Linked DNA regions of Sus scrofa: regions 1, 2, 3, 4, 5 and 6 are each linked to region 7. The links are chromatin contacts, called in public HiChIP or PLAC-seq maps. All regions are on one chromosome and are shown on one strand. Each heading gives the region's core, a stretch centred on a gene start, on an enhancer-like site or on the middle of the called end of the contact. The rest is flanking DNA. Distances are from core to core; before and after follow the strand shown. Region 1 overlaps LPP (lipoma-preferred partner). Region 2 overlaps LPP (lipoma-preferred partner). Region 3 overlaps TPRG1 (tumor protein p63-regulated gene 1 protein). Region 4 overlaps LPP (lipoma-preferred partner). Region 5 overlaps LPP (lipoma-preferred partner). Region 6 overlaps LPP (lipoma-preferred partner). Region 7 holds the start of TPRG1 (tumor protein p63-regulated gene 1 protein).

Evidence for each region. HiChIP or PLAC-seq counts read pairs in DNA pulled down with a chosen protein or histone mark.
Region 1: a contact with region 7 is called in an H3K27ac HiChIP or PLAC-seq map of alveolar macrophages. The contact joins the enhancer-like site here to the promoter of TPRG1 in region 7. A contact is called at or near these places in 11 of 47 Hi-C or Micro-C datasets (embryonic fibroblasts, fetal heart ventricle, fetal skeletal muscle and 6 more) and 2 of 2 datasets of contacts at active chromatin or transcription factors (alveolar macrophages and skeletal muscle).
Region 2: a contact with region 7 is called in an H3K27ac HiChIP or PLAC-seq map of alveolar macrophages. The contact joins the enhancer-like site here to the promoter of TPRG1 in region 7. A contact is called at or near these places in 1 of 5 promoter capture datasets (liver), 14 of 47 Hi-C or Micro-C datasets (adipose tissue, alveolar macrophages, embryonic fibroblasts and 9 more) and 2 of 2 datasets of contacts at active chromatin or transcription factors (alveolar macrophages and skeletal muscle).
Region 3: an H3K27ac HiChIP or PLAC-seq map of alveolar macrophages shows a contact between it and region 7. The contact joins the enhancer-like site here to the promoter of TPRG1 in region 7. A contact is called at or near these places in 9 of 47 Hi-C or Micro-C datasets (embryonic fibroblasts, epiblast stem cells, fetal skeletal muscle and 5 more) and 2 of 2 datasets of contacts at active chromatin or transcription factors (alveolar macrophages and skeletal muscle).
Region 4: a contact with region 7 is called in an H3K27ac HiChIP or PLAC-seq map of alveolar macrophages. The contact joins the enhancer-like site here to the promoter of TPRG1 in region 7. A contact is called at or near these places in 8 of 47 Hi-C or Micro-C datasets (alveolar macrophages, embryonic fibroblasts, epiblast stem cells and 5 more) and 2 of 2 datasets of contacts at active chromatin or transcription factors (alveolar macrophages and skeletal muscle).
Region 5: a contact with region 7 is called in an H3K27ac HiChIP or PLAC-seq map of alveolar macrophages. The contact joins the enhancer-like site here to the promoter of TPRG1 in region 7. A contact is called at or near these places in 5 of 47 Hi-C or Micro-C datasets (adipocytes, alveolar macrophages, embryonic fibroblasts and 2 more) and 1 of 2 datasets of contacts at active chromatin or transcription factors (alveolar macrophages).
Region 6: an H3K27ac HiChIP or PLAC-seq map of alveolar macrophages shows a contact between it and region 7. The contact joins the enhancer-like site here to the promoter of TPRG1 in region 7. A contact is called at or near these places in 5 of 47 Hi-C or Micro-C datasets (adipocytes, alveolar macrophages, embryonic fibroblasts and 2 more) and 1 of 2 datasets of contacts at active chromatin or transcription factors (alveolar macrophages).

The regions. Positions count from the first base shown.
Region 1 is chr13:126,385,523-126,389,266 of Sscrofa11.1, forward strand. All of the region lies in intron 8 of LPP (lipoma-preferred partner), which reads left to right. Among named protein-coding and RNA genes, the nearest start is that of MIR28, 110 kb to the left of the region's middle. Within about 2 kb of position 1,714, at least 5 of the 83 cell types and tissues checked have an H3K27ac peak or open chromatin away from gene starts, as enhancers often do. A contact at or near this core is called in alveolar macrophages and skeletal muscle, where this site is marked.
Region 2 is chr13:126,345,923-126,349,598 of Sscrofa11.1, forward strand. All of the region lies in intron 7 of LPP (lipoma-preferred partner), which reads left to right. Among named protein-coding and RNA genes, the nearest start is that of MIR28, 66 kb to the left of the region's middle. Within about 2 kb of position 2,124, at least 4 of the 83 cell types and tissues checked have an H3K27ac peak or open chromatin away from gene starts, as enhancers often do. A contact at or near this core is called in alveolar macrophages, where this site is marked.
Region 3 is chr13:126,681,001-126,684,459 of Sscrofa11.1, forward strand. All of the region lies in intron 2 of TPRG1 (tumor protein p63-regulated gene 1 protein), which reads left to right. Among named protein-coding and RNA genes, the nearest start is that of TPRG1, 150 kb to the left of the region's middle. Within about 2 kb of position 1,686, at least 19 of the 83 cell types and tissues checked have an H3K27ac peak or open chromatin away from gene starts, as enhancers often do. A contact at or near this core is called in alveolar macrophages, where this site is marked.
Region 4 is chr13:126,367,143-126,370,626 of Sscrofa11.1, forward strand. The region is part of intron 8 of LPP (lipoma-preferred partner); the gene reads left to right. Among named protein-coding and RNA genes, the nearest start is that of MIR28, 87 kb to the left of the region's middle. Within about 2 kb of position 1,544, at least 7 of the 83 cell types and tissues checked have an H3K27ac peak or open chromatin away from gene starts, as enhancers often do. A contact at or near this core is called in alveolar macrophages and skeletal muscle, where this site is marked.
Region 5 is chr13:126,294,296-126,297,685 of Sscrofa11.1, forward strand. The region is part of intron 6 of LPP (lipoma-preferred partner); the gene reads left to right. Among named protein-coding and RNA genes, the nearest start is that of MIR28, 14 kb to the left of the region's middle. Within about 2 kb of position 1,791, at least 1 of the 83 cell types and tissues checked has an H3K27ac peak or open chromatin away from gene starts, as enhancers often do. A contact at or near this core is called in alveolar macrophages, where this site is marked.
Region 6 is chr13:126,275,366-126,278,671 of Sscrofa11.1, forward strand. All of the region lies in intron 6 of LPP (lipoma-preferred partner), which reads left to right. Among named protein-coding and RNA genes, the nearest start is that of MIR28, 5.1 kb to the right of the region's middle. Within about 2 kb of position 1,411, at least 9 of the 83 cell types and tissues checked have an H3K27ac peak or open chromatin away from gene starts, as enhancers often do. A contact at or near this core is called in alveolar macrophages, where this site is marked.
Region 7 is chr13:126,528,690-126,532,067 of Sscrofa11.1, forward strand. It overlaps TPRG1 (tumor protein p63-regulated gene 1 protein), which reads left to right and starts at 1,272. Exons shown (of 7, transcript XM_013982282.2): 1 at 1,272-2,506.

The sequences.
Region 1 (3,744 bases), core at 464-2,963, 140 kb before region 7:
TACATCTGAGACAAAGGAGTGCTTGGCCACTTCTACCTCCCTCTGGCCCTTTTGCCACCTAGACTCACATTTGCCTCCTACTCCAGAATATCTTCTTAACAGTAGAATGATTTTTCTGAAAATCATAGCTAATCGTGTTGCTCCCCTATTCAAACCCTTCAGTGGGTTCCTCTTCCCAGTGCTCCCTGTCTCTAGTTATTCTGTGTATAAATGAAAAACTTAATGTATTTTAATGTGCCCTCGTCTGTGGGACCTTTTGTCCCTGGCCTTCAGCAGGTTAGCTTGTGTTGAATAAGTGAGTGCCTGATGGTGGCTGAGCAAATACAGACCTTTTGTGCATCTCCAGCCTCATTCCTTCTGTCTCCACTCTAATCACATTGGGCCACTTGCTCTTTTCCAGTCTAACTGTGGTTGGTCCACTCACAGCCCTCGGCACATAGTCTTTCTCTGCCTAGAGTACTTTCCCATCTGTCAGATCTCAGTTGTCTTTTCACTTCCTCTGTGGAGACTCTCTGGCCTCTCAAGACTGTTTTGTGTTACTGGTGTGTACAGTTCATAGGGATTTGCTGTCCCTTCCTAGCACCCATTACTTTTTAGTCTGGTTTTGGGTTTGTCTGCATCCCCACTCTTTGAGGCCAGGGAAAGTTTCTGTCCTCCGATATATTGAAGACTCTGTTATAGCCCCTGCCACAACCTGGTGCCTGACATGTAGAAGATGCTTTATCAGTGCGCACTGAGTGAATGAGCTCTAGACAATACAAACCCCACATCTTCTGAGCCTGAACACCCTGCTCTTGCTCCTGTGCTAGATTCCCTTCCCACTGCCTCCATCCCCTTGTTCTGTCCCCTCAGCCCAAGCACTGTGCAGCCTGATTGGGCATAAGTTCAGAGTTTTTAGGACAAGATAGGAATGGACAGTTTAATGTCCTTCAAGATCGTTAAACAGTTTTGGAATCATACTATACTTGGAATCTTTCTCACTCTGAGACTTGTTTTCCATCTTTCCTAGTTTCTGCTCTGGTCGGATTGGTTCGGCATGTCAGTCAATGTTTATGGGTTTAGGGAGTGGCACCATAATAACCCTTTTTCCTCCCACCTAATGCAGGCTCACTGACTCCACCTCTGATTGTGCCAGGCATTACCAGTTTTGAAGCAGGGCTGCAAATCCTACCTTTCTGTTTAGGGTTTCAGTAAACCTCTTATTAAAAGTCTTAAGAATTCAGATTTGCACTGGCAGAAATTTAGAATTATTTGTTCCCTCTTCTTCTGAAGGGCTCCCAATGACACAGTGCAGTGCAGTGGAAACCATCTAAAAATGTACAGATTTCTTCTAGGAGTAAATAAACTTACCCTGCTGACCCTGAGGCAGAGGAGAAATAGCAGAAAGCAAATAAGAATGGATTAGATGAACCTGTACCTCCTCTTCCCCACTCACTCATAATGTGCGTTGAAATCAGAAATCAGGTAAAATCAAAGTGGGTTCCTCCGCTGAGTCCCCTACTCTGCTAATAAGACTTTTGGGATACATGAGGCACCACATTCAAGTTTAGCTCTGTGGATAGAGTAAGATAAAGATGAAGCTACATTTAGTTGAAAACTTCCTCACTTTTTGGAGTGAGGGAAGAATTTTATAAAGAGTGGAAGCCACAGCAATCTTGAAGCTCTGAAGAGGGGAGGAACCCGGGCTGTGAACTGTGAGTGTGCCTCTAGTCCCTCTGGTGGGCACTGTCCACATCACAGCGAGCCTGGCTGTGGTGGCCGTTAGCTTCAGAGGGGCTAGCAGATAGCAGTCAGAGGCACAGAGAAGTCTTCTGTTATTTAGAAATCTAGAAGGAAGAGATTATAAAGATAAAAGATTCAAGTCTCTTTTTTCCATTGTACTGATGGTGAAAGTACGTTACTTCAGATTATTTAATAATCAAATATCATATAGAAGTCTGACATTATTTTAATGGCTCATTTCTAAGGAAGATAACTCCCTAGTTCCCCAGGATCACCAGTGTAACAAGTGAATTTAGACTTCTTTTCTCAAACTTTCTGGCATATTCTGCACCTGTAGTTCAAGCGGCTGTGGTTGTCTCCCACCACTCTATCCTCCTCCCAATTTATGTTTTACTGGATTTATATTAGAAGATAAGGAGGAACACATAGTTTTTAAAACCCATTTCTTTAAGTGCTAAAAGAATAAGTCATTGGAATAAGCCATAGAGGATATTTGGGGGTTCAGCATAAATAAAGGATTTTGTAACAATGAATATAAGGTGAAAAGAGCCACCTCAAGGGTCCCTCCCACTTTCTCTCTTATGAAGGTCTTGACTGAGGCTGTTGATGACCTGTGATGACAAGGATTACTTTCTGCACTGGCTAGGAGCTGGACATAATGGCCCTAAGTTCTTTTGCATCCCTGGGAATCTACAACCACTGAGAAATGGAGCAGTAGAACTGGACAGAAAAGCCAAGTTAGAAGTAGATTTGAAATCTACCCTTATGCTTTCACCTCAAACATTAGGGAGAAAGATAACTCAAAAAATATAACTTTCTTAATGTCATGCCTTATATATTAGTTTGGCCAAATAATACTGACTGCTGTCACAAATAAACCCCCACACCTTAGTGATTTAACACAAGATTTTATTTCTCTGTGATAAAATCAGCTATCTGGCAGGTGCTTTCCAACTGGGGGATGGGGCTCTGCCTTATTCGGTCCACTGGCTCCGTCATCCACTAGAGTTGACGGGTCCCATGCTAGATTCTCTACACTGGGCAGGAGAGGGAAGACACAGCACTGAGGAACTTCTGAGGTCCTAGTGGGGATGTTTATGGGCCAGCTGGCAAATATGGTGTAATGTTCCTTTCTGCTCATATTCCATTGACCGGGACTCAGTCATTTGGCTACACTTGCAAAGAATGCTTGGAAATGTAGCCACTGTGTGCCCCCAAAGAAGAGGAAGTGGTTTGGTGTACATTTAGCTAGTCTCTGCATGCTTTCACCGCCATCATCATCATCATCATCATCATCATCAGTATGCTTTCCTGGAATTTTCCAAATCAAATCTTGTGTGTTCTTTAGCTTAAAGTATTTAAAAGACCACTTTACCATAATATGATTTATTTTTATTCTTCTATATGTTTTCTATCTTGGTCTGCTTTAAAATAATAACTAAGAAATAAAATCCATTTGCCCCAACTAGGTAAATTAACCTCTAGCTCTCCACAATTGGGGGATATACCTTATTTTTGAGGAAGAAAATGTTTATTTAATCATTCAACAATTAGTGATTGAGAGCCCACCACACGTCAGGGATCAGATATTTGGTGGTGAGCCAGAACAGACAAGTAGCCTGTTCTCAGGAAGTTTGTGCTCTGTTAAGGGAGATGGACAGAATGCCCATTGTCTTAAAAGGAAAGAGGATGGTCTTAAAACAAAGGAATCTGACCCAGACGGAGGGGTCAAGAAAGCCTTCCAGAGGAAGTGCTCCTTCCCTGAGCCAGGAAGAGTAAGTGAGTTTAGCCATCTCAGACAGTGGAGCTGACCTGAGGAACTGAAAGAAGGCTAGTGTGCTTAGAGCTCAGAGGCTGAGGGAGAAGTGTGGTGTAAGGCGAGTTTTCGGAGATGGACCATAAAGAACTTAGGCCATGCTAAGGATTTTGCCCATTCTCCCAAATGTAAAGGAAAGCCTAGCCATTTCATTACTTCTTACCCCACCCATCCATCACAGACTTTTCCTGAAAGGTCTTTGGCAA
Region 2 (3,676 bases), core at 874-3,373, 180 kb before region 7:
GATATTAGGCATTTGGTATTAGTCATCCTGTAAAAATTAAATGTTTACCAAATACGATAATCTAAAAATGGAAACCATATCATTACAAAAGGAATCACCCAGAAATACTCTGTCATAAATAAAACCTGCCTATTGCCTTGGTTTTCTTGTTTCTTTTACTTCATAATGTTTATAGTTTTTCAACAGATTTAGGGTCTTGAAAAGTGTACAGAAATTACCATTGAGTTTATTCTCCTTACCTTCAGGCAGACTTAATCTAACTTCAATTTGTATATTCATATTATAAAATTTATCTTAGAATGAAAAGTTAAAGACTGGAAAGGTGCTTAAAAAATACTTGCTACTTGATTCAGTGTATTCATTTTGTAGCAGGAGATAGAGTATATGCCCAGCCTGGGCACATTAAGGAAATGTTCCATTTTTTTCTTAAACTCTCATATGGTCCAGAAAGGGTTCCTTCAATCCCAACTAAATACTTCCTTTAGGACTTTCTGTGCCTTTTTTGTGCTGCTCTCTCATGATCTCACAGAACTATTAGTATCTACAAGTAGAAATGTAATTCCTTGCTGTTTTTTTTTTTATTTATTAAACATTCCACTATACTTCTGAAATGATAATAGTAGAGTTTATTAGAATGGAATCTAAACTTTTCTATCTGTAAACCCAGTGATCGTGCTATTCTGGAGGTTGCAAAGAAGGGTGACTTTCCTCTCTCACACAAAGCAAGACTGTGGAGAGACTTACTCTCTGAATGAAAGGGGAGAGGGAAAAAGTAGGAACCTTCTCATGTTTTATTCAGATGTTAACAAAGAAAATTGAGAAGTGTGTTTCCTTAAAATTGACACCATTTTTTTTTTATCCCAAACATTCTGGTAAGTGATAGCAGACAATTGTGCAAGATTTTTGAGAGAGGAATTTTTCCAGGAGCATAGTCCTGGTGGGAAATATTACTTAAAAGTAATGCGCTAATCACTTTCAAACTTGCATATTTCCACATACTGTGTGCATACATACAGTTATTAATAACTGTTCCCACGATGTCACTTCAGCACTCAGAGAGCTGTGTTGCTATGCAAGTGCCAGAGATGGAATCCATGCTGACTGCAGTTTAGCAATGAGCATTTTACAGACACGCAAGGGCGAAGATGGCCTGAGGTCTAAGACTCCATGCCTGGGTCTCCTTCTGAGCCCTGATGTAGCATCATGTGTCAAATATTCATGGCATCCATCTGCCCACTCTACTGAGAAGATAAATGGCACTGCCAGCATTGCCAAGAAGCTTAGATCCTCAAAATCTATCCACTCACATCCAGTACCGCATTCCATCTTGTGACTTTTGCATAGGAATTCCTTAGAATGTGATCTCTGGATTCAAGCTCCAGATACATAAATATTTTCTACTCAGTTGTGCACATTATTTGTATTAATATTCATAGAAATTTATTTTACAGTGATATATCTTATGGAATTCCTTACATTTATTGTTGTTTATAATTTTATTTATATAAAATATATGTAACACTTTGAGTAACCTAGTTGCTCCCCAGTAACACTTTGAGTCACCTCATTGCTTGCCCAAATTTTCTCTAACACACACACACACACACACACACACACACACACACACACACACACTGGTAGAACTAGGACTAGAATCCAATTTTTCTCACCACAAATCTGCTACTTATTCCACTCAAGTGTTTTTTTATTCTTTAAAAGAATAATAATATGTTATTTATTATTATTAACAAACCTGCAAATGAATATTGAATGTAACTCCAGTTTACAAAACAAATCAGTTCAGACCAGCTATGGTCAAACAGAAACCAGAGCCTGGCCTTCACCGATCCCAAGATTCTTCTGCAAAACCTAGTACTCTACATCCTGCTGCCATATTTTCCATTTTTAGAACATACAGATGTACAAATCCAAAGTATACCAGGTGTTTCAGACAGAAACAGAGTGGTTGTGCTGGTTCGAAGGATAATGGAGTTATCCTTGCTCTGGAATCATGTAGGAGTCATCTATGTGGGCTGCAGATTCCCACACAATACTTCCATTTACAATGAAACGTTACCTTATGTGGAGGGAGAAATTCTTTATGCTCAGGCAACAGCGCCTACTAGTGGAATGAAACTAATATTTGAAGTAGAAAGTGGAGAATGCTTTTGTGCAGCTGAAAGTGTGCTGTACTGAGAGCTTAAAGGCCTTAATTGAGGTGTCATTTCTGCTGTTAGCTTCCTGTAGGATCTTAATCAAGGCACTGCCTCTATCTGAGCCTTTGTGTTTTCCTCTCTAAAAGAAATTAGACGGGATGTTTTCTAAGTTTTCACATGCTCTTACATTTTAGGACTTTTAAAAGTCCTAAAATATGTTATGGGCATTTCAGCACCAAGTAGAAAAATCAAAACCCAGGAAGACTGATTGGCTTCCCTGGGACATAGTATCAAGCAAGAAGATCATCATCTCTGGGTCCAGCACCATGCATACAGGAAATGTGGTCCAGTTCAAAGATCTCTAGACATGGGGTCAAATGAACTGAACTTGATTTCCAACTTCTCCATTATCTACCTCTCAAGTCATGCACAAGGTTATTCCTAGGTTAACACATTTTCTAAAAGAGGATAATTGTCTTACGTGGCTTTTAGTTATTGTTAAGATTCAAATGAGAACATGGAAACGAAGTTTTATGTGAACTTGCAGGATTACTCAGTTTTCATCTATTAGAAATTTAAAAGAACTAATGTTATAATTTTCATTCTGCGCTTTTGGCAGTATCAGATGGGAAAACACATTTACTATTATAAGGCAACGTTAAATATAAGGTGCACTTGTTACTATTATAAGGAGAAGACTGTGGATTTGAAATACAATTCAGGAAAACCCAGTGTTAGGGTTGCTCTTAAATAACCAGAATATGTTTGGAGATTTCCCAGCAATAAAACTAAAAGCAACTGGGCAAATTTAAAGTTTTTTCAACTTTAAGTGGAGACTGAGGGAAACAGAAGTTCCCATGAGAGTTACCAAAGAGCACATTTTAATCATATGTCAAAAATCACCACAGTAGCAGTTACTAGTACTAGTAAACATTGTTTTTCCTGTTAACAGATCCATCATGAAACAAATTTTAAATATAGAAGAATAGATTAAAAATTAATAGCCAGATTATGAAAATGTCTATGTGTAAAAATTAACTCGAAATCTTGCTTTAGCCAAAACAGATACTAATATTCCTATTAGGGATGTTGTAAGGTTTGTGCAAGTTTCCTGTCAGGCCGGATGTTTTTTAAGGATTTTGGAATTCTAAAGTTAGAGGACAGGTTAAGTGGGCTTTAAGGCTGGACTGCCTGGCCCCTAATTGCAGCTTCAATAGTTAACTCTGTGGTCTTGGGCAAGTTACCTAATCTGCAGGCTGCCATTTCTTTAGCTATGATGAAGATAATGAGAGGACCTACGTCATCAGATTGTTGGAAGGATTACTTGAGGTAATATATTTAAATACTTAAAACAGTGCTTCGCAGATAATAAGTGCTGAATAAATCCTGATTATCATTGCTCTGGGGTCTACAAATTGTTTCAGGATCAGGATTGAATTTTCAGCACTGAATTCTATTAGTACCCATTGGTGAAAATAAATCTTACATAACTGCTTCAACGACACAGCTGCCTCTTTCCC
Region 3 (3,459 bases), core at 436-2,935, 150 kb after region 7:
TTCTGAATTCCCAAATAGTGTACAATGAGCATGTGAAGAATACATAGCTGAAAATAATTTTTAAAATCTTTCATTTAGAATTAGGGGATCTCTTTTAACAGGAGACTCTGAAATCACCACATTGAAGAAATGAAGACCCATAGGTAGGAGTCTAATGACTCCTTCATAATAATAATCCTTCTCACAAGTAGAACAGAGCTTTATATTACCCAGAACTTTCTGACCATATTTTCTCATTTAAACTTTATAAGAATGCTCGCAGTCAGTAAATGAGTCCCCCTCTGAAGCCAGCATGCAGAAGTGGAGTGAATGAGGCCAGTCTGGGACCTCTGAGGTTGTCCTAGTTAAGACTCCACACCACGGACTCTTATACTAATCCTATATTGGCTTTTAAAGCCAACAGCAAGACACTGAGCTTATTGTTGGAGGCTAATTCCTTCCCTTGTGCTGCTAGTCTCTCACTGTGAGCATAGCTAAAGGAGACAGTCAAGCTGCCAGGGAATAACACAGGGGAAATTAAGAGAAGCTTTTCCTTTCTTTAGGCCACCATTTAGCCAGCTGTTAATTTCTATCTCAAACCATTCAACAGTACCCTGACTATAACCTAGAGACTTAGGTTCCAAGCCTGACTTTGTTGTGATAGTGCCTGCCCAGTGAATTATGGTGACTTGCTTTTTCTCGCTGGTCCTGGATTTCTTCGTCTGTACAATGAAAACTGGTAACCAGATCATCACTATGGTTCTCTCTGGCTCTGATAGTGTGCGATTCCAGGTTTCTGAGCTTCTGGGGAAAAGAGTGGTTTCCAAAGTTATATTCCAGAAGCGCCCTTTCTAACTGGGGCTCTACTTTTCTTTGCATTTGGAATGAGCCCAAAGAAAAGGTCATTTTTGCAGACATCTTGAGGTTGTGCTCCAATGTCCTCATTAAATAACAGGAGCCCAGACTGGCAGGCCCAGGGGAATATTCAATCAAGGAGAAAAAGGCCAAGTCATTACTGGAACCCTATCATCAGAGCTGTAAACACAGAATTCATTCCTGGGCTTTAGCTGAAAGCCTTTTCAATCCAGCTCATTCTCCTTATATAGGTTCCGTTTGTCAAATGTGTGTGACCATTCCGATAAGTCACCAGAGGCGGGAAGGGAGAAAGAGAAAGAAAGAAAATTACAACCGTAAATAGACTCTGAACATAGAAAGATCAAAATAGACAGACTCTGGCTTTACTGGATGAGTCACTGCTGCAGCCCAGACCGCAAAAACAAGCGTGGCTTCTCTCCTTAGCGGCAGGCTTCCTGTCTGGAAAGGAAATGCTGCTCTGATTGGAGATATTGCCATTTTACAGACTTCAAAGCAACTTAGGCAACTGAACAGACAAGAGGGGGAGCAGGTAAAACTTCTTCCAAGTGCTTGTCTGGAGAACAAGCTACTCAACTCTGACTTGAAGATGCATGTAAATTCTTTCATCTTCAGCCAATGGTGGTTTTTTTTTTTTTTTTTTTTTTTTTTTAATATGGTGGGCTTCAGTTCTGGTGTGGTGTCTGTATCTTTTTTTCCTTCAATACTTCCTGAGACTTGCTTTTCAGGCACTAAGCAGAGTGCTGTGGGGGATGAACGTGAGGACCATCTAATGAGGAAGTGGGACAAATATACACATCATGACATGATGAAAGAAAATTGTGCTAAAAAGAGGAAATGCATGCGACTATGAGGGTACAAAGAAAACAGAAGTGGACCTTGATGAATGGTCTGCCAGGGTGTGAGATGAGTGTGAAGAAGGCCTATGTGTATTCAGGATTCAGCAACGAGTCAAGGTTTAGCTTGGAGTATGGCAGTACAAATAAGAGAGTGGAAGAAAATAAAGCTTGAAAGACAGATTGGGACCATCTCCAAAAGGGGTTTGAATGAAACATTGGGTCTTGCTTATGTGTTGCGGACATGGGGAGGGGCAGAAACAGTGCCACCCTGGGAAGGTAATATCACCTACTGTGGCAGGTTGGTGGGGGGATGAAAGAGAAGCAAGAACCAGGAGGATCAGTTAGGAGACACTTGCCTAAATAAATCGTGGTCCTTGTGGCATAATAAGAAATATACACTATTATGTTTTTGTCTCTGGTTCTTGGCATAGAGTTCCTAAAGTCCTTGTAATTTCTTGAGTGATAAAAATGTCTTTTGTTTTTTTTCCTAATGAGATGAGTGGTGGCTGGGGGTCCCTATCTAGCTTCAGGATGGAGACTGGTCACCAGAAAGACCAGATATGATCAGAGGGCTGGAACTTTCAGCCCTATCTTCCAACTCCTGCAGAGGGAAGAGGGATGGAACTTGAATTAATCACCAATGGGCGATGATTTCATCAATCATGCCAAAGTAAGGAAACTTCCATAAAAGCCCCTACAATGGGGTTAGGTGGGCTTCCAGGTTGATGAACATATTGATGTACTGGGAGGATAGCTGCCCAGAGGGTGTAAATCCTTCCTGCTGCTCCTCCTATACATTGTCCTATGCATTTCTTCCATTTGGCTATTCCTGATCTGTATCCTTTATAATAAATCCATGATAGGAAATAGTGTTTTTCTGAGTTCTGTGAGTTATTGTGGTAAATTATCAAACATGAGGAGAGGGTTGTGGAAACAAACTGAATTTATAACTGTTTGATCTGAAGTATACATGGTAAGACTTGCTCTGAAGTGAGGAGACTCTTGTGGAAATGAGCTCTTAACCCAAGGGTCTGCCATAACTCTGAGTCATTAGTGTTGGAGATTTGGTTGGTGTGGGAAATCCTCCCACACACATTTGGTGTACAAGTGGTATGAGTACAATCAGCCCATTGCTTCCCACCTAGAACATTCCCCCTGGGGTTAGAGAGAAGAAGATCTATAGGAGAGAGTGAAGGTAATATGTCTGAACTTCTAATCCAGTCAATGAAGATATCAATGTAAAAATACTCACCATCATAGAATGCGTTAGTGTATGTTGAAGTCATGCAGCTGACCTGCCAGCATCAGCTGTGGCCAACTCACTTTGATACAAACACAGGAAGACTGCTCATTTGTAGAAATATGGGGTAAATAGTTTTAGCTGGTTTACTCAGACTGCAGGCTTGATTTGCTAGTGGGGGTTCTGAATACTATAGTTTGGCTACTCAACCACAATTTTTTTTCCAGCCTATAATTTCTTTCCAGCCATGGTCCCAGCCCCTGGCCTTTGCAAAACAGTGGTGCTTAGAAGAAAGAGCACACACTTATCTATTGGCTCTGTTCTGTCCCCTGTGTGACCCTGGGTAAGTCGCCTGCCCTCCCTGGGACTTGGTTTCCTATCTGCAAAATGAGCTTGTTCTATGAGTCAGTGTTCAAGGCCCCTTGAGGCTCCAACAGTTTAAGATGTATATTTAGAACAGGCAGTCTCCATTGCTAATGTTATCGTTCATAAAACAAACCTATCTCATTGAGGCCTCCTGACAACCTG
Region 4 (3,484 bases), core at 294-2,793, 160 kb before region 7:
TGTTATGTATTATCTCTAATATATATATTATATATATCATACTTTATATATGATATATATTATTATATATTATCTCTAATATATATGTTGTGTTGTTTGCATATAGTATTTCTTAATTTTAAATGAATGTATTGTATCATACTTATTTTTCTGAGACTTTTTCACTCAAAATTGTAAGACTAGGGTGTATAAATATGTATGAATTATATGATAATTATTTAAGAAAATCTAAGGAAACCTAAATTATTTATTAGTAACCTAGCAAAATCAAAATAGAAATTTACATTTAGAAAATAAAATGGGAAAAAAATCTTTATGAAGAAGCAACAAAAACAAAATACCTAGGTAAACCTTTAAAAGGGTAAATGATCTAAGTGAAGAATGCTATAAAATTTTACAGGGATAATTAACTCAGGAGCAAAATGATTGGAGGATTGAATATGCTTTGGAAAGCACCTCTCACTTTAACAGGCATTTATATCATCACCCTGTAATTATACAACAGCTCAACTTTCAGTGGGAGAATAGTTACTGCACTGTCCTTTGCTGATGGATTTTATTTAGCCTTTTCCCCTATAGAGCCCCTAGCCCTTTGCTGATTTTCATTACTGCCCACCACATCCCTGCAGGCTATACGGCCCTCCCTGGAAAGGGTAGTAAGGCTCCCACCTGGAAGAAGATGGCCCAGAATAATAGAGACCTAGCCAGACATACCTTTTGCCACAGTCTGCTATCCCAAACTCTACTTTTTTCTCTTGTCATAGAGATAGAATGCTTTTTAAGAGCCAGGAGGAACCTTAGAAATTCAATAACGTCATTTTATAGCTGAGAAAACCTAAAGCCTGAGAAAGCTGACTGATTTGCCTGAGGTTATATGGTTTATTAATGTCAGAGGCAGGAATAGAAACCATGAGCCTTGATGATGCCTTCAAAGAACTGCTTTCTTTGGGACTGACATGAGAGGTTTAACCATATGTGACTACAGGGCCCAGAGTAACATCCCTAGAAAATACTGGATTGCATAAATTTTGGTTGGAGAGTTTAGACATAAGACAGAAGTTGCTTCAGCCCTAACCAGAATGGAGAGTCTCAGATTTCCAGGTTACATGCCTCTGAAACTTTATGCTAGAACTTTCCCACTGCCCTAGTTTGTTTATTTTTAAATCAAGCATGAACTCACCACTTGGTGTTTGCCAGAGTTTGGATGAATGTCAGCATCAGGCCGCTGTAATAATGGTTTAAGATTATTTAATCCTATTACTTATACACTTCATTAGGCTGAGTGAATTGTTGGCAGTGGTTCAGTAAACTTCCTACTTTAGAGATAGATAAAAGGTTGGAAAGAAAATGGGGAAGGAGTCTGTTCCTTGTTTTCTTTCATATTTATCCTATATCTCCTAAAGGATGAAGGAATGATAATTACTCAGTACAGTGCAAAATCTGTATTAGTAGGGTCTTTTTAACTGGACTGTACCCTCAGAACCGAAAAATGAATACATTTTCGATTAGAATTAAAGATTTGGGCAGAGGAGATAGAGGGAGGAAAGGAGAGAGAGAGAGAGAGAGTGTGTGTGTGTGTGTGTGTGTGTGAGAGAGAGAGAGAGAGAGAGAGATTATGCTTTCAAACTGATCTTAAAAATAAACCAGAAAATAAGTTGGAAGAGTCCTAAGTAAGATATTCAATCTTTCATTTAGGGGGCCTGAGATGAGGCAGCAAATATTTTTAGAGAAAGAATATGGAATTTAACTTCAGACACTAGTCTGCATTCACTTCATTTCTTTTAGCTTAAATTTCCTCACAAATAGAATGAAAATGGTATTTCTTACCCCAGTGGCTAAGTGAGGGTTCAGAGAGGCTGATGGGGCTGAATAAAACTCAAAGTGTGGAGGCTCTGAGCAGTAAATAACTGCATAGACTGAGGCTCAGGAACATATGTACAGAACCTGCAGAAGAGAAGTTTGTGTAGCTTGAATCCCCAAAGGACAGTTATTCTTCCATGTTTCAGTCTCCAGAATGTTATCTGCACACTGCTGGTTTGAGAGCTTGAAGAGTCTGAGGACCAGTCACCAGTCATGAGCCTCAGGGAGCTTGGTTTTCCCAAAATGTGCCAGAGGCCACCTGCTTTGGAATCACCCTGAAGTCCTCATTAAAAACAAAATTCTGGACTACTCCCCAGAATTCCTGCACAAGAAGCCAGGAAGTTAGCATTGTTTATAAGGCTCTTGGAGAAGGTTCCTTTGCACACCCAGATTTGAGATCTATGTGCCTAGACCTCCAGCCCAGCTCGTGTAAGAAGCAGTCCTGAAACACTTCACTTTTACCCCACACGCCTCTCCTCCACATTCCTTTTACAATACTGGGCCAAACTGGACACTTCTCCCAGACATTGCTATCTTAGCCTTCTCTCTCTGTGCCCAGCCTGCTGTCTGCCTTGTACCTTTCTCCATCTCCACCATTTGAAAATCTATCTCATCCAACCTTAAAAAAGCTTTCCTGGAACTTCCCTAAATAGATGGGGCCTTTTCTGAACATGCAAGGCTTTTATTTCTCCCTCTCTCATAGGTTTTAACCTTCTACAATTGGTGTTATAGCCATTTGAGATTTTTGGCATATTCCCTTATGAATTTGAAACCATTATTGGGGTGGGGGTTATCACATTTTATTCTTTTTTTCTTTCCCTTAGTTCTTGTCCCAACGGGTGTGCCTCTGGTTGCTTTGATATTTATTTGGGGCGGGTGGCTGGAGGGGAATTGGGTTTCCATTTAGATCCCAGTGTCTCCTAAGAGAGTCTTTGACTCTTTGTCCTTTGCTGTACCTTGGATTTGGGACTCTATGTGTGTATAAGAAGCAGAGAAGAGAACTTGGCTTGGGGAGCCTGTCAGCAGTCATTGCTGAAATGTAAATGTAAAAAATTGAAAAGAAGGATGTGAGAGTGAAGCCAGCTGTCTTGCTTCCAGCTGTAGAATTATCATAAGAGCTGTTGCACTCAAGGGCAAATGCACAGGCCCAACTTGTAGATGAAAATTGCTGGGGAGTTTGGGTGGAAATTCTCTGATATTCTGATGACTTTGAATGGGGACATGGTAATTCCTTCCCCTAGTCAGGCTTACTTAAAAAAAATAAAAAAAAAAAAAGAACTTACTTCCTGGATCTCTCTTTTGCTCACCTCCCTGCAGAATCAGAGGATGCCAGGCAAGGCTGGCATCATCTTTATTGCAAGGCAAGAAGGCAAGTGCTCTTTTTGAGTGTTTCATAGTAACAAGCATCTGATATACTGTCAGGTCTTAAAAATATTTTTTTTTAACTTGAAGATTATTTAATAATTCAGTGTCCTACATTTATGAGAAAATAGGATGCCATGAGAGGGGGAAAGACATGTTTAGGATGTCAGGAATGCGTAGATGCCCTGAGAACTCTGAGAAATCTAAATCACAGACATACAGGTGTGATGAGTTTTTGAATTATATCAATTATTTTGCATCA
Region 5 (3,390 bases), core at 541-3,040, 230 kb before region 7:
GCCTAGATCCAAATTTGGCTTTGGTATTCATATTAAGCTTTCCCTGGAATTATAAGCAGCTGGGCCCCTAGCAAGAAAAGAATGATGACAGAGAAAATCCTGTTATAGATTCTTGGTCATTTTCTGTTTCCTGACACTTTTAAGCCAGGGGGGGGGGAATGATTTTTTCATAATCTGAGGGAAAAAATCTTTATTGTAGAAAAAGGAAACTGTGGAAGAATACAAAGAATATAAACCACTGTCCTATCCCTTTCAATCATTAACTTTTGAGCCTATTCCCATCCAGTCTCCCTTTTGGAGCAGCTGGAAGCAGGCCAGCCTAGGCAGTGCATGGCTCATCTCCACAAGTCAGCTCCTTCCTTCCTATGTCATATCTAATCACAAAGGAGAATGGAAAATACAGTCTAGCTGTGTGCTCAGAGGAAGGGGAAACAAATTATGGTGAGTAGTTAGCAAATTCACATTGTAAATATCAGAGTTCTTTTAAAGCATATTAGCAGTTAAATTACTCGGAAATGCTATAATGTCTGGTTGCATCTTTAAAAACATCATTGACTTTAGTGTTTAAGATGTTTGCCAGCAGGCATATTTCAGGAGCATGACTTTAGTAGTAGTCCACCATTTTTAAATTTCCCAATGATTCTCTATTGCCCGAAACAGTTTGGTTTTTTTTTTTTTTTTTTTGTCTTTCTGCTATTTCTTTGGGCCGCTCCCGTGGCATATGGAGGTTCCCAGGCTAGGGGTCGACTCAGAGCTGTAGCCACTGGCCTACACCAGAGCCACAGCAACGCGGGATCCGAGTCGCGTCTGTGACCTACACCACAGCTCACGGCAACGCCGGATCGTTAACCCTCTGAGCAAGGGCAGGGACCGAACTCGCAACCTCATGGTTCCTAGTCGGATTCGTTAACCACTGCGCCACGACGGGAACTCCCCGAAACAGTTTTGACCACAGTCCATTTCTCTAGCCTCATCTTACCTCTGTTCCTCTTCTATTTCTTAACATTTTTGCTAATATATATGTTGCTTTATACATACTATTCTTGGAATATCTTTACCTTTTTATTCTCTCTCTCTTTTTTCCTTCCTTCCTCCCTCCCTCCCTTCCTTCCTTCCTTTCTCTCATCTGGTGAAATCTAGTTTGTTCTTTAATATGAAACCAAGTGGTCACCTCCTTTCTGGCAACCTTCTCCCATCTCAGAACACTGAATTAATACCTGTGTTTCTGTACTTACAGTTTATCATAGTTATCTATTTTCTCGTCTTTTTCTTCCTAAACCGAGTTGTCAAAGGCAGGAATCCTGAATAATTTGACTTTAGAATGATGGTGTTTAGCACTTGGCATTTCCTTTTGGAAAGGTATGTTAAGAGAATTTTGAAGGAGTTCTCTGAAACTTATTTCTCAATAACTCATCTGCAGGTCATATAATGTTTGACTGACTTAGGAGGTTCAGGCAGTTCAAAGGATACACATATTACTGAATAAAATTGATACTTATAAGAATGTCTCTTTCTTAGAAAAGTCTAGAGGCTGTATTTCTATTTGTTTAATAGTTTTTTGTTTCAGTATTTAGCAGTAAGCCTCCACTCTGAGAACATCTTTGTATATTAGAGAATACAATCAGTAGCTTAAAATCCAAATGACTACAGAATAATAGAGTTAAAAGGGCTTGGAGACAACATCTTAGGACCCCGGAGAGCACCGAAGTGGAGCAGAAACACGCCCAACTCAGCATACCAGGTCTCGACCAGGGCTTTGCCGTCTCTCAGGCTGGTGCTTTCCACAAGGTTGCTCAATAATCTTCTCCGAGCCTCAATTTCCTCATCCATAAAACAGGATTACATCTCACACAGGGCTGTTGTACAGACATTTAAAATTATATGTATGTGAAAGCAGGCACTTTGGAAAGCTTCACACAGATACAAGGAATCATTATTATGCCATGATGAAAAAGCCAATGATACTCTTCATAATTCCACTTTTGAAGAAATAAAAATAATATAACATCCCGTGCCAGCCCTCCCTGACCCCTGCTTACAAATTTTCAACTTGTGTTCTATCGCCTATACACAATTTTTGAAGTTGTTTATTAAAAAATGAATTGGACGCAGTTATTATTTTTTCTTGGGATATGTTGAGTCCTAAGCACTCCTGGGAGAGAGAAATTGAAAGGGGTCTCTTCATCCAACTGAGGAAATTACTAAATTACTACTTACGGAATTTGAACCCTGAAAAAAGTCCTGGGCTACATCTTCCTGGGTGTGAAAGACAACCAGAAAGCACTTGTGTTTTTACCACTGTCTCTTCCACAGATGTTAAGTATTACCCACTGGAAGCTGGAGGCGAGGAGAGTTCTATAGCCAAAAAAGGTCCGGAAACACTGGACGAGATGATCTCTCAGGGTCTCGGGGTCTTTATTCATTAAAAAATGCTCACAATCCAAGATCAGTTTTATATGAGTTTAGAATCTAAAAGAAACAAGCCTTTCCAAATGTGTTATTTTAGAGACAGTACTACCAGCAAATAGGAAGGAGCATTTGTAGAATCAAAGGAGTGATATACATATTTTTCTTAAAATCTGTATAATACTGACAGGTAAGTACTTTGAAATTTCTGCTTGAAAGTAGAATGCCAAAGGTAGAATGTGAATTGCTGGCTTTGATTTACAGGCAACGGACTTGACTTTCTAGGTTGCCTTTATTTATACTAAAAGGGAAGAAAGCAGATATTAGGGCCAAAGAATGATAAATAATATCTATTCCCTGAAGGTTCATCCTAAAACTGGAAGCAGGAATTATCAGATTTTTCTTTACTAGTGTTGATTTAAATTAAAACAGCCAACACCATGAATGTTAAAGGTAATATTTCATACTTTTTTTTAGCACTTTTTCTATGGAAAGCAAGGTTTTTTTGAATAAAATGCATGTAATTTGGAATCAGGTGATACCGAATTTCTGGCTCAAGTTCTGTCTTAATCACAAACTTTTAAAAAAAAAGGTGTAGGTAATTTTCCCATCTCATCTTCAATGTTGACCTGGAATAGTACCCTCTCTTAGAGGCAGGTTAGGGAATCCAGAGTCCCATTTTCACTATGGTTTGAAAGTAGTTAAGCTCTATATAGCATGAAATGCAAGTCATCTCATTTTAATTCTTCCAGACTGTGGGGTAGCATTGTCAAATCCATTCTATAGAAGAGGATCTGAAGTTCTGAAAGGTTCACAAGTTCACCTAAGTTAAATCTCTACCTCCAACCATAATGCCAGGGCCACAGTGTGTATCCCTTCACTGCCTCTAGCCACAATAATTTTATGTTGTTATGTATTTCTGTAAAATTTTCCTTAAAGTGGATAGCACATGAACAGTATTAAGCTTAATATTAGCAAATCATC
Region 6 (3,306 bases), core at 161-2,660, 250 kb before region 7:
AACTGAGGCCTTGAGACTGCTCAAGGTCCCATAGCTAGGTATTGACAAAACCAAGACTTGAACTCACATTTTCTATTTCCATATCTTTTTTCTTTCTGCCTTCTGGGAATTTTCTGTATTAGTAGCAAAGCAAGAAAAGTCACACAAAGAAAATTTGTTTCCACATTTAAATGCATGGTGAGTACACAAGAAATTACTGACTTTTCAATCCAATGATAACACAGATTGTGTGATTTTTAGAAAAAGAAGCATTTCTTTTCCATTCTCTTGCATTTATTAGCATAGTTTTCAGCGCATGCCCGTGTGCGCATGCATCTGCGCACATACACACACATACACACACACAGCTCTCGGCTTGTACTTTTCCAGTCTCCTGTTAATTCTTCCTTCTAGACCCTCCCTGCTCTGACCATCCCCATTTCCTGTCAGGGCTGTTGCTTGGTCAGGCCAAATTCAAGGGACATTCAGCAGAATTTGTCATGGTCCCTTTGGTCCCTTTGGCAAGTGCAGAGGGCTTAAAGGAAGCAGAACAGCAGGCATTTCAGGAGTGGGACTAGGCTGGCCTGTTATAAAAAGTTCATATTCCCCTTAATTGTAGCTCATATTGGCAAACAGAGAAAACATACATACAAATTGCTAAGTTATGCTGAGTGTCCAAGAATGTCAGTAATCCCCATGAAATCTCAATGAAATATCTTTTTTTTTTTTTTTTCACTGAAACAGGAGCCAGAGATCACATGCTGTCCATTCCACTGCCCAATCATTGTAGACAGGTTTGATACATACACATTGACCAGGAAAGGACACCCCTTAAGGCCCTAATGCATGGAAGAAACTGCACACATTTGGCAGCAAATTGAGGTGTAGCAACAATCACTTTCTATTCTCAGACACCGCTCTGTTTTTCTTTTATCTTAAAACAGTATGACTACAAAGGGGAATAAGGTATACAGTGATATAGGCTCCTACATTAAAGTACAAGAGAAAATAGGCATTTGCTTATATCTGAAGCCCATGCGGGGAGAGATGAGTCAGTAAAAAACTGTACAAAGGAGATCTTAAGTCACCAATTGTCACAGATGCTATGGCATGGCAGTGAGTAACCCATGAACTCCCTGAGGCCTTTTTTCTTTTCACTCAGACAGATCATAATAGGGTAAAAAGGATGTCTATACACATTCATGAAACTGATCCCCCATTTGACCGTGAGTCAGGCTATAGTCCATGGACTTGGGCTGTTCAGTGTAGTAGGACTCATTTCTTTCCCTTTTCCTTTCTCATAAATGACTCAGGCGACTCACTGGAGACCCATGTGAGCTTCTCTTCCTGGAATCATCATTTTGGAAGTGCATGTCCTCTAAACTTACTGGATTCACCCAATGAAACACGCCTCTGCTTTGATTTCACCTCCTGTGTGTGGTTTGCAGAGACGAGCTGTTGGGGTTTCCCACCCGTCCACGACTCAAAGTTTCTATTTCTACATTTTGACTGCCAGTTCTATATTTGGTCAAAATCCTGCTTTTTGCCTGGTTTCCTAGGGAAACAGCTTGTCAAACTGCTGTTTTTTTGTCCATCTGCCTTGCCCACTTGGGTTTTTGATTGTGCACTCTGATTATTTCCTAATCTGACAGGCACAAGGCCAAAAATGAGGGGAAACCCCTTGAAATTTCTTAAAAATAAGTTTATGTAAATGAATGGTCAGTTAGGAAATCACAGTTGTGTGTGTTGTGGTAGGGAGGGCGGTTTGTGTTTGTGTTTCTAGTTGTCTGTATGTTTATAGCCTATGATAATAAGAAAGCCAATGTAAGGGAACAGTGGGAGGGTCAAGAAACCTTATTCTATAGATGCAAAGGTACTATACGTAAAATATAGATGTGGACACAGTAACATTCCTGCAAGGACCATCCAGTCAGAAGTACCAGCTATGACACATTTAAAGAAACACTAGACTTTGTCAGAAAATCTGAGTTTTTGTGTCATTTAAACCTCATGCTGGATCTTTTCATTACCACAAGGACCACATTTTACTTCTGGAATTAGGACCCCTTGTGCCAAAGATTCTGTGCAACTGAGAGCATTAATATAAGGAAATGTGCCTTCCTTTTTCCAGCTTTTACACTTCAAACACATACATAGTGACCAATCAAACAGTGTAGAGTGACATACATAACCAATGTCACAGCACCAAGTTGATGATCTATCAATAAACAATCTAACTCCAGATAAATGCCTGTGTATTTTAGGCTTTTTAAAATATGAAATTGACCTGAAGCTCTGTTATACAGATATCATAGAAACACCAGGTTCTAGGAACAACACATTGAGAATCAGTATCCTAGATGATTTCAGAAATATTCTCCATGTCCTTTGGTTAAATTCTCTTTAGGACTTTTTTGGGGAGAGAAAGCTGGCAGAGAAGGAGAAGGAGGTATGCCTTCTTACATTATGGAACACCTATGTTTCACCTTGCCCAGGGAATTATGTCAGTGGGCCTAAAGCATGCCGAGTTTTTTCATGGTTCTGAAATAGTTGTGTTCCTGAAGTCATAGGTGAGCCAGGTCCTTCCCTGTCTGTGGCTCATGGATAGACTGGGGGAACAGGTGTCCAGGTCTTATTTCAGAACATCATCACATACCTATTGTGAGAAACAGAGCCCTCAACAAATAGAATCTGTTGTTTCATTTAGTTACTTTTCAAGATGCCATTACCAGAAATTTTATGTAAATACATATTTTATTCCCTGAGGCATGTTAATATGAGACCAAAATTATAAAACATTGAAAACAAAATTTCCTTTTTTACTAGTTTTCTCTGTGTGCTATTGGGAACATGCATGCTATAGGAGAACAAAGGTGTTCAAACCCAGCCAAAGCCTCTTTGCTGTTTTGTTTGCAGAATCATAGGAATGTGGTATTGATTTTCAGTAGTTCAATGCAGTTCAATTCAGTGAACATTTACTCTTTGCCTTCTCTGGGTCAGGTCCTGGGTCCATGCTGTGAAAGAAAGTATGGACGTTATTAATAAAGCCAACACTTAAGAGTTCCAATAAAGTGCTGAAAACATATGACTACACTATGGCCTAGATAGTAATCAGTGCCTCAGAAGAGGTACTTATTTATTTATCAAGTACTCATATTGTACTTATTATATGTCAAGTACTGTTCTATATACTTTATTAACTCGTCATCCTCCAGACAGTCCTTTAAAATGTAAGTTCTGTGGTTATCTACATTTTGCACTGATGCATAGACAAGGTAAGTAATCTACTCAAGGTCACATTGTCAATAGCAGTAGGTCCAGGCAGCA
Region 7 (3,378 bases), core at 22-2,521:
GTGACTTTCTATTGCACTTGTGTGGCCTGGATTAGGTCACGATGCTCATGAGAGCACTGGGCTCACTGTGGGTGCTAGGGGTTCCTGAGATGCTGAGGAAGACAAGTGTAGGCTTTGCCTCCTGGGGAGTTCCTCCCTACCCCGTTATGCTGAGGAAGGGCACATTGGTTGACTCACATCTAACTGATGGGAAAATGAGCATGGTTTTTTACGTTGCTCCGTTTCCAGGCCCAAAACTATTAAACCTACCATTGAGAATTAGCTGGCACTAGCAATTTGTCTGTGTGGGAGTGGATGGGGGCGCGGGGTAGGAAGGGGGAGGAGCTGAACCGGGAAAGGAGGGGGAAGCACATGTACAAAGCCTCCATGCCTGGAAATGGATGTCACTGAAGTGAAGTTCCAACCTGATGAGGGAAAGAGAGAGGCCATCAGGAAGCTGGGCTGTCTGCACTGACACATCCTGTGGCCCAGAAATACATCCCAGTTTCTCTCGCAACCTCAGTTTCTCCATCTGTAAAACAAAATGCTACTTTCCCACAGCTTGAAAAGGCCTGAGGTTCTTTTCAGCCATGGGGAGTTTTCTAAGGATGGAGAAAGAGAAAGAAAAAGACTTCCAGGCACTGTCCCATTCCCTAGGGTCCGGGTCTCCTAAATCAATTCTGGAACCACTGCCTGGCGATGGTGCGAGAGAGAGCCAGAGGATTCGTGTACGTCGGTGAGCGTGCATGCGTGACAGAGGGCTTTTAAATGAATCACTTTGTATCTAGCGGGGCAGCACCTGCTCCTCAGCCTCCAAAGGCAGCCGGAGCAACACGATCATTCAAAAGCTACCGCTTTCCATTCACGTCTATAATTAGAGCACAGGCTGCGGCTGCAGCTGGCGCTACAGGGGGACGGGCCTAGGGGCGGGGCCTATCCCCTTAGCCCCTCCCCTTCGTCCGCTCCCCTTCCTTCCAGCCGGGTGTCTCCAGCGGCCCCTACCTCAGCCCCGCCCTGGGTTGGGAGCTTGGCCCTCAGTCGGAGGATTCTTTCTCTTATTGCCTGGACGCCGGGGGCCTCCGCAGCCTCACTTTGGGGTCCCTCCAGTGCAGCAAATAAGCACCTTGGGGCTGCGTGTCCAGGAGGGCAGCTATATGTGGGGTGGCATCCCCCTCACCCCGCCCCAGCGCTTCGGCGCCCCGCCCTCCGGGCTCCTGCTCGCTCCCCCGCCCTCCCTGCGGCCCCTCCCAGCCACCTCTCCCTCTGTCGCATTACATAGTAATCTGAGATGCTTTGGATGAGCTCCAGGGAACAGAATGTACTTGGCAGAGACGCGGGGCTTGATGTCTGCAAAATGTCGGAAACGCAGCCAAGAGCTGCTAACTGGGTCATTAACCTCCAAAAGCAAAGCGAGGACTGTAGGCCCGCTCTGCCTCCCTTCATCTCGCCAATAAAAGTGCCTCAGTGTGAGGGGAAGAAAAAGCCCAAGGTTGGCTGCTTTGATTTCTAGGCACCAAAGGCAGACTCGGCCCCTCCTCCTGACCTAAGCCCTCCAGCCGCCCCTGCATCGGGTCCCAGTGTACAAGCAGCCTTTGAAAGGCTGGGCCTCCCCGAGGGGGCCCAGCTAGAGCCTCAGGAAAGACATTACCCGGCAGCGCCTCCCTACTGCACAGCCTCGGACGCGTTTTATTGGGTCTGAGAGGAAACCTGGGAGTGAGATGGGAAAGGATTAAGGGAGAAGATTCTAGGTCCATCCCAGACCTCACAACTAGAATGAAGGGTTTTGCCTTTCCTCTTCTCCAATGATGCTTCCCCTTCCTCCTCCTCTCCTCCCAGTCCACCTCCTTCCTCTCCTCATTGCCTTTCTGAGGGCAGGCTGTGTGGTTGCCGCCTGTGTACATGGCGGGGCTCCAGGAGACTTGAGCTCTGTCATTTGCTGTGTGACCTTGGATGAGTCATCCATTTGTCTGCTCCTTAATTCCCTTCTATGTCAATTGCTGGCCACAATAACACCTTACTGACCTGTCTTGCAAAATTTGTGAGGCCCAAATGTGAATGTCACTCACAAATGGCAAAGCTCTGCTCAGCGTCACAGATACAGAGATAGTCTCCCTCTCTTGACTCCTCTGATAGCCCCAAGGTCCCAGCTTCTTCTGGTCTTGTGTATACTTCTGAAAAATAGGAATATAAGTAGTCGCACTATGAAGCTTCAAAGGTTTGAATGTTCACAAGGGGATAGCCCCTAAAATCCACCCCCTGCAAGCTGTCCAGTCCTGTTGGATTACCAAACAGACACTTCCCCCTAACTTCCAAACCCACTTCTCCAGCGGCTGGATGGAGAGAGAAAGTGCTGAAACCAGGAGAGGTGTGGTGCAGTTCCTCAAATGATGAGACTCCCTCGCCTGTTGGAGGGAAGACAGTTGACCTGGTGAGAACAGCAGCAGTCTGTGGTCTGTGAGTCTGGACATCTGGGTAGTCTCACCCCAAGTCCAAGTCCAAGAAAGCTGATTTGTGCAACCTCACTTAGGTAAGGAGGACATCTCACCCTTGGTGGTGTCCACACAATTAGAATCAAGGCCAGCCCGGCATCAGCACTCTTCTGCCCTGTCCTTGCCTGGTCTCCCCATGCCTGCCACTGTCACCACAGCAGTTCCACTCTGCTTCCTCACCATGTTCCACAGAGGCCTGTGCTCCCTTGCCCCTGTGCCTTGGCTTCTTTTTCTTCTTCCTCTTCTTCTTCTTCTTCTTTTTTTTTTTTTTCCGTAAATCACCCAGAAGACTATGTGACCTCTCACTACCAAACATTTAAATCCTTTGCATCCCTCAAAACTCAGCTCAAATGCCAGTTACCCTCTCTAGAAGTGATAGCTTTCTCTTTCAACTCTTGGGTCTTTTTAATAATGTCAGTATAACCAGCCAGCCCTGTGTTATGTCATCTTGATGCTTACATCCTTCTTATGGAGTGGACATTTCTCCATGAATGGGGCCCCTTCACTGCTGATATTAGCCCTGGAGGCTAAGGTGACCATGTATCCTGGTTTACCTTCCTACTTTATGCCTGTTGCCCTGGTGTAATTATTAATAGCCTCCTCTTTCACTCTGAAGTGCTCTGGTTTGGATGATAAGTACTGTGGTCACTTATAAGCCTGAGGGTATCTGTCCAAGTAGCTGGCACTTAGGAAATGAGTCGACTTAGTAACTGTCGTGAACTGTCGTGAAGAATATGTCAGGGCCGTTTCTTAACCCATTCCCTGGGGCTGTCAGTCCTGGCCTTTTCTCCAGCCTGAAGGCATTTGTTTCTCTTCCTCTTCGCAGGGAAAGTAATGCAGAAGGACCTAGTACCACTTGCTTTTTGACAAGCCTCTCTAGGACTGTAGAATGTTCTGACCCAACTAGAAG